2 separate regions of the Mus musculus genome follow, and region 1 is linked to region 2. A link is a contact called in public Micro-C data. All regions are on one chromosome and are shown on one strand. Each heading gives the region's core, a stretch centred on a gene start, on an enhancer-like site or on the middle of the called end of the contact. The rest is flanking DNA. Distances are from core to core; before and after follow the strand shown. Region 1 overlaps Rd3 (retinal degeneration 3). Region 2 holds the start of Slc30a1 (solute carrier family 30 (zinc transporter), member 1).

Region 1 (5,065 bases), core at 1,961-4,460, 83 kb after region 2:
CTCTTATCAGGGCAAAACGAGAATTCCCAACTCTGGAGGGGAAATTCCACCTGCGAAGGCAAAAACAGCTGATGCGGCAACCCCTCTCTGCAGGTCAGGGCAGAGCCTCCACACAAAGTGACCTGTGTTGTGATGGGGGTTTGCTTTGATTCAATGGGTTTGTGGGTGCTTTGAATGTGACACCAAGAACAAATGGGAAAGGCTTTGAAACAAACAGTTCCACAGTTGGGAGGAAATGTTGAGTGAAGCAGAGCTTGCCAAGCCTCCTGCCTGAGGCCCTTGTGGGGCTTGATTTGCCTAGAGGGAGGTTCCGAGGATCCTCAGGGGAGGACTACTGATTGCTGATTTCTTCTTCCAGGTCTCTCTGTTCTCCTCAAACAAAAGGAAAACCTGAGGTAGTGAGCTTGCTCTTGCATGACAGGCAGCTGCTACTGCTGTCCCTGCCAACCTCCTCAGTACTCTTCTGCTTTGTCCCACCTTAGCTGTGATGCTAACTAAAGCCTGTGAGGGTCTCAGGTCCTGTAAGACTCAGGGCTAACAGAGGTGTCTGCTGAGGGGCTGGCGTTGGCTGGAGGGGAGGGGGAGCCCCCCCCATCCCCCCCGCTGAGCCGCAGCTGGCGCAGCATCCTAGTTCTGGTGCTTCTTACTTGGTATGAGAACTTTTAAGTTCTAGAAAGTAAAGGGAGCCTTAATGCTTATTAATTCTTAATAATATTAATTTCATTTTTGTTTCATGTTTTAATTTCTCAACCCAAAATTTTGGCGGATACTTTAATATGAATCTCAGATATGTTTCTTCATGCCTGAATACTTCAGTGTGCTCTGCAAAAGAGAACATCCCAGAAGTTGGGGATATCTATCTGTCTGTCTGTCTGTCATCTACCTATCTAGGGTGGCATACATCTTTAGCCCCAGAGTTTGGGAGGCAGAGGCATGAAGATCTCTGAGTTCGAGGTTAGTGTAGTCTACAGCATGAGTTCCAAGATAGCCAGGGCTACGCAAAGAAACCCTGTCTTGAAACACAAACACACAGCTGTTCTGCTAGTAAAAATCTACACAAACTTTCATATTATCTAATACCTAGTCCCTGCTGAAATGACCCAAATTCTTCCCAACATATGACTCCTTGCATTTTGTTTCTGAGAGTGAGGGTCTCATCAAATCTCATACATCCACACATCAATCAGAAAATTATGATTTGTTTATGCTCAATCACATAGTGCTCTATAATTCTACAATGGAAGATTGTTTATGGAGTATCATGTTGATAAACAGTAAATTAATAAATTGTGGCCATTTGATAAAATATTTCAACACAAAAGATTCTCTAATATATATATATGTATATAATGTAATTTTACATAACATTAATTTCTTCTCTGGCTTTAGATTTTTAAATTCTTTCATAAATGAGGAAAGCAGCAAAAAGTGCCAACCATTTGCACCAGTAAAGAATAGCTATTAATAGTACATATTTTTACTAATTTGAAATAATAAAAACCTATTGGCCATTCTGGGTAGGGGGTGCATGCTTGGCTTAATACTTCAGGAGCCTTCTAGTGCACACTTGAATCACACACAAGGAGGAAAAAAGGCTGAGGATAATCAGCCATAACAAAACCACATTCTTTGTAGTTTGTTATCATGCAGGTTTGACCTGCATGCTTACTTTAACCCACAAATAGCTACTGCAGTCATTACATGTCATTAATTTTCCATGGAAAATTGTCTTTTAGGCTAGGACATATTTGAGAGCTGTTTACAAAGTCTTAAGAGGAAGAAATGTTTTGCTTCCAAAACACTGTCTTTCTGGAATGTGTGTGTAGCACACTCCATGAGAGGTCTGAGTTTATCTGCCGTATTGGTACTTCCGGTTCCAAACACTTATACTCTGGAGGTCTGCCATGCCTGTTGTTGCTAGCAAGCTGAGAAAGCATGGAATTCTGGGCTGGTCTGAAAAAAGTGCCTGTTCCATGGGGTTGGTGGTCTGGGTCACTATCCGTCTAAGATGTGAAGAACAATATGGTGTGAATATTTGAATCCACATCTTCAGGGACAGGCTGAGTGGAGACTAGGACTGTGCAAGAAAGACTGTGGAGAACACACCTGACTGGAGAAAGGATTAGGGGTGTGCTGCCCTTGTAGGTGTGGAGGCCGGGTCTGATCTGGATGTTGTTGGGGGCTCGTAGGGATATGGTGATAGGCTCAGAGCTGGCCCATGTATCCCACACTCCCTTACTGCATCTGTTGCCACTTCTGTATCACCTGCTTTGTCTCTGCATTTCTCAGAATTTTATCAGCATGGTGCTATGACTCATATTCACTTACTGCACTTGAGGGCTCACCACTGGAAAACCTACTATTTTAAACAGCGGAGAAGAGATAGGATCACCTCCAAGACCGATAATGAAAATATTTGGGACACCTTAGTCATTTCTTATTTCTTTTCTTTCTTTCTTTCTTTTTTTTTTTTTTTTCGGAGACAGGGTTTCTCTGTGTAGCCCTGGCTGTCCTGGAACTCACTCTGTAGACCAGGCTGGCCTAGAACTCAGAAATCCGCCTGTCTCTGCCTCCCAAGTGCTGGGATTAAAGGCGTGCGCCACCACCTTAGTCATTTCTAATGTAAAAGAATAATAAAAAATGGCTCGCAGACGAGGGAGGGAATGAACAGTGTAACTTTTAAAAAGCTGTCTACCAGAAAGTTGGCAAAACATAAGATGCCACCTTTTAGTAAGCGCCCTTAGGTGGATCCGGTGAGGTGCTGGACCCCTGGGAAAAGTTAAAATTGTTACCTACAAATACATCCTTGCCTACAAAACTAAGAGTCTTCCAGTCAAACCACCAGGACACAGAGGTCGAATAAAGAAATCAGGACGACCAGTCGACAAACCTCCACACTCTGGCATAAAAATTGCCAGAGCCAAACCTAAAAAGAAATACACCGAAACCTGAAGAAAAATCACTTCCCTTTAAGAGTAAAGGAAGACGGAAGTGGGCGTGCAACCTGGGGAATTAACCTGCGAAAACACGTAGTCTCAAGTCTGGGGAACCTTCGCCATCCTGTCACAGTCGATTACAAACTCTAGTCCTAAGGCCTGGCTGCTCACCACGCGTGGAAAGGCTCGGAGGGGCCAGCAGCCGAGAGCGCCCAAACAGAACGCCCTAACCGGAAGTGGCCTCAACACCCCCCCACCACCACGATAGGCAGAAGAGCCCTTGGCCCCGCCCTTCGCTTGTTCTCTCCTGCGATGGAAGCCCGGAAGTCCCGCCCAGCCTGGTTCTGTCTGTCAAGCTGCGGGTTGTGGGTGGTGGGCGGGTTTCTGGTCCGCAGCAGAGCAGGGTGGGCAGTAAGAGACACCGTGCGCTTGGTATAGACAGCAAGCTGAAAGTCACATCTTTTGAACACTTAAAGCTATCTATACCTTGTACTGGAAACAAAATGCACATTCACATAATATTTTGTATTCAATGTTGGGAGAGTTGAGGCTCTCCATTCCCAGAGTTACAAGTTCAAAAAATTCCCTGACTTTGGAAAATAAAAGGAACTATAACTAAAAAGAATTAAGCCAGAACTTCAAGGCTTTTATCTTGCAGACAGTGTAGAATTATTGAAGGGGGGGGGGGGAGTTTGCAGTGAATGTCTGTGGAAAACAGCAGTGGTCAAATCATTTTGAAAACATGGAGTGTTTTGACAGCAGAACAGCATTCTGAAACATTCTCGGATGTTCACCTCCTAGACAATTTTTTTCAGAAGATTTATTTTTATTTTTTGTGTATGGGTGCTTTGCCTTCATGAATGTAGCAGTGGCCAGGGCTCAACCACTGATCTGTCTTTCCAACTCCCAAAATATACTACGCCCTCTCCAATATTTCTTTATATTCTCTTCCGTAAACTTTTTTGCTATTACATTTAAATTTTCTTTTTACCTTTGTTGAAAACTAAGACATAAACATACATATTGGCCTGGCCCTCTTCCCTGGAGACTGTCACCTGCTGCTCTGTGTTAGAATTATAATCACCATGGGCACCTCCACATACTGAAGTGGGTTCAGGGGTGATGATACACACAGGGCTCTCCTCGGGGGTTCCTGCCTCTCGCACATGAGCAATCGCTTGTGCTGAGATGTGCTGGAGTGAGATGGAAAAGAGCCTAGGGGTGTGGGTGTTTCCACTGCTATGTGCACGCCCGTCAGGACTGATCACAGGTGCAGAGCTGTAGTCCGGGTTCCTCTGCCTCTCTGTGGCGGGTCACATGTCAAGTAGATGCATCTATCAAGTGCAGCAGTGAGAAGAAAGGCACTATCAAAATAAGGGGCACAGTGACCCAGACAGAGTCACCCTCACTTGTCATTGTGTTCTCAGATAACCCTCCAAGAGCCTCCTGAGCAACAAGCACTTAGCTTCATCTCATTTGGAGGAACACTCAGGTAGCCCCACTCCTGACTCATCTCCCGGTGGACACTGTCTTAGGGTTTCCATTGCTGCGATGAAACACCATGACCAAAATGCAAGTTGGGAGAAGAGGTTTTATTCGGGTTACACTTCCATATTATTGTTCAACGTTGAAGAGAGTCAGAACAGGAACTCAAACAGGGCAGAAACCTGGAGACAGGAGCTGGTGCAGACGCCATGGAGGGGTGTTGCTTACTGTCTTGCTCCCCATGGCTTGCTCAACCTGCTTTCTTATAGAACCCAGGACCACCAGCCTAGGGATGGCACCACTCACAATGGTTGGGCCCTCCCCCATCAATCGCTAATTAAGAAAAACGTGCCTGATCTTATGGAGGCTTTTTCTCACTTGAGGCCCCATCCTTTCAGATAATTCTAGCTTGTGTCAAGTTGACATAAAAGTAGCCAGCGTAGTAAGTGAAATAAACCGTGTTGCCCACCTGCTATGTGTCAGTCATAACTTGTGAGATATAAACTGAAATCAGACACGGACCCTCGCTTAGAACTAGCAATCTTAGCAGTGGTACAGGTACATCAGACTCCTTCCTCTGCCTCTGCTCTGGGAAAACTCTAGGTTGAGATCCACATTCTCACCCTAGAGAATCCACATTCTCA
Region 2 (5,035 bases), core at 1,770-4,269:
GTGCTGTTCCTGAGTTTTAGTGCTGCATGGTTCCTAGTTATTCTTTGTTCTGTTGCTTATTCCTCTAGGGGCAGCTAAACAAATATCAAACCTTGGCACTCCCGGTATTGCTGGAGATTTTGGTTTATAGGTAGAAACTACTCAAGTGTTTTTCAAAAGACACAAGAGCATAAACAAGCCCATTGCCCCGTGTTTTCCCTTGAGATTGAACACTGGACATGACTTACGGTCAGCTGACGTCAAATGCACTCTCATGCTCACATGGTCTGTGGTGTTTTGTTTTTGGGTCTTAGCAGGCAAGGCCCAACTTTATACAATGATTTTTAAAACTTAAAACAAAACAAACAAACAAAAAACCAAAAAGCATTGTGTAAGTCAGAGGACAACTTGAGTCAGCTCTCTCATTCCGCCATGCGGAAAACTCAGGCCACCAGCTCTGTGCAGCACCTTTAGCAGCCGAGCCATCTTCTTGGTCTTACTTTTTTTTTTTTTTTTTTTTAAAGTAGAGTCTATGTGCCCTGGCAGTCCTGAAACTGTGTAGATCAGGCTGACCTCTAACTCACAAGAGATTCTCCTGCCTTTGGGATTAAAAGCAAGCACTACCACACCCAGCTACACTGATTTTTGACAATATCTGTTCAGGTCTGGGGCTTTCACAATCCTCCAAGATTCTACCAGGAGTTCCCCCCAGGAGTGTCAAGTTCAGAGGGTGGAGTGTACAGTACCTAAAAGTAAAGTGTGCTAGATTTAATCAACGTGGATGTGAAAATTATCAGGCAAGTTGAGTTGGCTGGCCATTGTGACTTCTCTACACTTTGGGGCTGTGCTGCCCCACCCTCTACCAGGCGATGAGGGAATAAAGCAGCCTTTTGGGAGACAGCTTGAATGTGAGACAGCCTCCTCAGCTGTGGCTGCTGTCGGAAGCAGAAATGGTTTTTATGGTGAAACATCTTCAAACATCTTCCAGGCTGGTCTGTTTAGTCCCTGTGGGGGCAAGACCCAGTTGGCAAGGGAAACCTGCCTTATTATTTACCTAGTGTTTAAAGCAGTAGTTCTCAACCTGTGAGTCACGACCCCTTCGGGGGTCAAAGGACCCTTTCATGGGGAGATGGGGGTTGCCTAAGACCATTGGAAAACAGATATTTACATTCAGATTCGTAACAGTAGCAAAATCATTGTGAAGTAGCAATGAAAGGGTAGCATTAGGAAGGTTGAGAACCACTGTTTTAAAGGAATCTGTCTCAATAAAGGGCCATTGTAGGAGGCAAAACGGTCCCCAGCTGCCCAGTGACTTAAGGATACTTTAAGTGCCTTCCAAATTTAGACTTCTATATAGGCAGGCTGGGAGAAAGTTTGAAGCTGTGCTTCCCACTTTGTGCGCATGGGGTGACTACTGGAGTTCCAGAGTCCAATCTAAGCCCTGCTATCATGCTTATTCAAATTCAGCATCTCAAAGTGGATTTCACTGTTTTCCCATTTCCCAAGAAATGCCACTTAAGGCAGGATTTCCCTCACCGGCTTCGAAACATACCTGTTAATCCTCCCCTTTAGCTCTCTTGCCGCCCAATACCCAGTCCGTCACCAGGTTCTATTTATTCTCTTACCCGCCTAGCTTTCCAGTCTGGGTGCTGGGATGAGAACAAGGTGTACAAAGTGAGAGGCAATCTTGGAATAGGATTTTCCGCTGAGCGGTGGTGGCGAACACCTTAATCCCAGCACTCAGAAGGCAGAAGCAGCTGTATCTCTGAGTTCAAGGACAGCCTGGTCTAAAGAGGGAGTTCCAGCACAGCCAGGGTTTACTCACAGAAACTGTTCAGAAAAGCCAAAAGGAAATTTTTTTCATGCAAAAGAACACAGTGGGCCATGAATATCTCAATGCAATAGCTGGTACCCAGAGGGTCCTTCGAAAGGCAGGTTTGGCGACTCAACAGAGGCCTCTCTGATGATTATAGCCTCCATTGGGGTGTGGGGGGCTTTACCCACATAGATGTGCACACATCCACTGTTCTCGCTTGGAGGACGAACTCCATAGAGTTTTAGCCAACTCAGCAAGGGTGTTTGGTTCCTCGTGCCTCCCCACCATCTTCTTTTGTATTCTGGTCGCCCCTCCCCCTCCAAACAGCCCACACAAGGGTTCGGAGGTTTAAAAACCTATAAATAGTGTGAAATCACAGAGCCTTGGAATTTTAGCTAGAAGGAAGCAGAAGAGTTCCACTTGCCCAACCCTTCCCTGTATTGATGAAGAAACAGGTGTAGCGAGATTAGGTGACTTGCCCAAGTCACGCAGCAGGCTCCCGCCCCAAGTCAGCACTCCACACTTTAAGAGTGTCAGCGACAAGCTGACTTCACACGGTTGCCCTGGGGAGGGGTGGGGGGTGGCCGTGCGGGTGACCCCTGGATGGAAAGTGTTCCTGAGGCTAAGGTTGTGCTGCTAGCAACCAGTTCCTAACTCAGCTCCTCACTCGGCCGCGGCCGCGCCCCCGCCGCCGTCCGCACAGCCCACACTCCCCGCCCCTCCTGGGCGCCGACCTGTCACCCAGCCGCCCCCACGTGCACCCAGCTCCCAGGATCAAAGTCTGGGGCGGCCGGGCCGGCAAAGGGGAACCGCGGCCCGGAACCCGCACCGCGGGAAGCGGCAACTGCTCACTGCGCCCCAGGGCTCGGCGCCACCGCCCTGCCGCCTGCCCACCGCTGCACGCGGCCCGCGCCCACCCTCCCCCGTACCGCCCGCCGCTGCACCCGGCCGCGGCCCCCGGCCCACGCCCGGCTCCCCAGTGCACAGGCCCCGCCCCCAGCTCCCGCGGCCGCGCCCCGCCCCCTCCCGCCCCTCCGCCGCGCTAGCCAATAGAGGCCGAGGAAGGGCGGGACGCCGGGGCTGTCGTGAGGCAGCTCTGGCCAATGGGGAGGCGAGCCGGGCCTGGGGGGCGGGGCACCGGGGCCTTGTCACGCTCGGGTCCGTGTGAAAACGGGGGTTCCGAGTGCAAAGCAAAGTTTTTTTGTAAACCGTCTGCAAAGGAGGGGGGGCGAAGACGGCGGACGCCTCCGGGCCGAGCGCAGTCGCCGCGGACGCCGTCTCCCGAGCGCTTCGGTCCGATGCTCGGCAGCCCCTCGGCACGCAGTGGCCCGCCGCGCCCTCCGCCTCGCCAGCCCAGCCGAGCGCCGGCGCTTGAGTAGCTGCGCGGCCGGCGGTTTCCCCACAGCGCCGCTCCCGTTCCCGCGTCAGCGCCGAGCCTCAGGCCGCCGCCATGGGCTGCTGGGGCCGCAACCGCGGCCGGCTGCTGTGCATGCTGCTGCTGACCTTCATGTTCATGGTGCTGGAGGTGGTGGTGAGCCGGGTGACCGCGTCGCTCGCCATGCTGTCCGACTCCTTCCACATGCTGTCGGACGTGCTGGCGCTCGTAGTGGCGCTGGTGGCCGAGCGCTTCGCCCGGAGGACTCACGCCACGCAGAAGAACACGTTCGGCTGGATCCGCGCTGAGGTGATGGGCGCACTGGTGAACGCCATCTTCCTCACGGGGCTGTGCTTCGCCATCCTGCTGGAAGCCGTCGAGCGCTTCATCGAGCCGCATGAGATGCAGCAGCCGCTCGTGGTGCTGAGCGTCGGCGTGGCGGGGCTGCTGGTCAACGTGCTGGGGCTCTGTCTGTTCCACCATCACAGCGGCGAGGGCCAGGGCGCGGGCCACGGCCACTCGCACGGCCACGGCCACGGCCACCTCGCCAAGGGCGCGCGCAAGGCGGGCCGCGCGGGGGTCGAGGCGGGCGCGCCGCCGGGCCGGGCGCCGGACCAGGAGGAGACCAACACGCTGGTGGCCAACACCAGCAATTCCAACGGGCTGAAGGCGGACCAGGCAGGTGAGCGCCACAGTGTTCGGGACAGGCGCCCCCTGGCGACCGCGGTGGGTGCCACGCCCCGCGCCCAGGTGCGCGGTGGTTTCGTGCCCACTGAACAAGTTTGATAATGATGTGCTGGGGGTGTGTGGGCCCTGGTTAAAGGCGGCCTTTGTGAACGGGAGTGTGTGTTTCCCTGAACCGACCACCTAATCCGGAAAATCACTGTTTAGGGACCTGCCAAGGCACGTTGCACCCTCACCTCCTCGGGTTGGCATAATGGTGCTCGACCCAGTGGTGATGTATTACTCTCGTGGTTTTAACGAGCGTTTTTCATCTTGAGCACGTGTGCTTGATGGTAATTTGGAAGGTAAGTGTTGAAAAGAAATGAGAAAGAACCTACCACCCTCGATGTTAACATTGTGTGTATCTTCCAGTTTTTCTTGCCACTTGTATCTGGTTAGGTTACTTACGGAGGCAGCTTACCTTCTCCAATGCATAGGAACATGTTTGGAAGTTCAGGTGGTGCGTGGGAAAGGAGAAAGAGAAGCTCCTCAGGTGTGCCCTCTGACGGGAACTTTCAGGTTACTTAGTGATTGTTGACTTCCAACTTTGTTGATAGCTTCAGGTTGTTTTGTTGGTTTGTTTTTGGTTCCTCTAGACGGGTTTCTCAGGATAGCCCTGGCTGTCCTGGAACTCACTCTGTAGGACAGGCCGGCCTCAAACTCACAGATTACCTCCTGCATGTCTCTCTGGGGTCAAGGCCTGCACCCCCAGCAATAGACCCAGGTTGTTGATTTGTCAGTTTGTGAACCCTTCTACAAAGACGCTATGTTTTATGTTCTTGACGATGATTTTACGTTAGAGCTGCTTTTCTCAGTCTGTCTAGTGCCACTGACAGAGACCCTCACATCAGGTTTGTTCCTGTCAGAGGACATCCCTTCAGTGATGCTTACTGATTGCCTAGAGTTTTGTTTCTCTTGTATGTTTCAGAGAGGTGACGCAGTGTTTACACGACCCCATCCCAGCAGTGAGGGCAGGTGAGAGGTGGGAAGGAACAAGGAGCAGTAGCCCAGTGACACAGTGGACTCTCCGCTGTTGGGTACTGGCGGGACCCAGGGCTAGCTCACTGTGGGTTGCTCTCAGCACACTGTCATTGTCACAGCTTTATGAAACAAGTTTAAACTCACTCACTGCCAGACAAGAT

The links. Hi-C and Micro-C count contacts between places; a contact is called where the count stands out from the background.
Region 1: a Micro-C map of embryonic stem cells shows a contact between it and region 2, with 6 times the contacts expected there. The contact joins the enhancer-like site here to the promoter of Slc30a1 in region 2. A contact is called at or near these places in 10 of 484 Hi-C or Micro-C datasets (CD4 T cells, the HL-1 cell line, double positive thymocytes and 5 more), 3 of 115 datasets of contacts at active chromatin or transcription factors (embryonic stem cells, memory CD8 T cells and microglia) and 3 of 9 other capture datasets (adipose tissue, liver and pancreatic islet).

Annotation. Positions count from the first base shown.
Region 1 is chr1:191,986,976-191,992,040 of GRCm38.p6, forward strand. It overlaps Rd3 (retinal degeneration 3), which reads left to right. Exons shown (of 3, transcript NM_023727.4): 3 at 1-1,307. Among named protein-coding and RNA genes, the nearest start is that of Mir3473c, 9.1 kb to the right of the region's middle. Within about 2 kb of position 3,211, at least 407 of the 459 cell types and tissues checked have an H3K27ac peak or open chromatin away from gene starts, as enhancers often do. A contact at or near this core is called in the HL-1 cell line, adipose tissue, double positive thymocytes and 8 more, where this site is marked.
Region 2 is chr1:191,903,762-191,908,796 of GRCm38.p6, forward strand. Slc30a1 (solute carrier family 30 (zinc transporter), member 1) reads left to right here and starts at 3,020. Exons shown (of 2, transcript NM_009579.3): 1 at 3,020-3,852. The coding sequence starts at 3,246. 1700034H15Rik (RIKEN cDNA 1700034H15 gene) reads right to left here and starts at 3,766. Exons shown (of 5, transcript NR_030669.1): 1 at 3,299-3,766.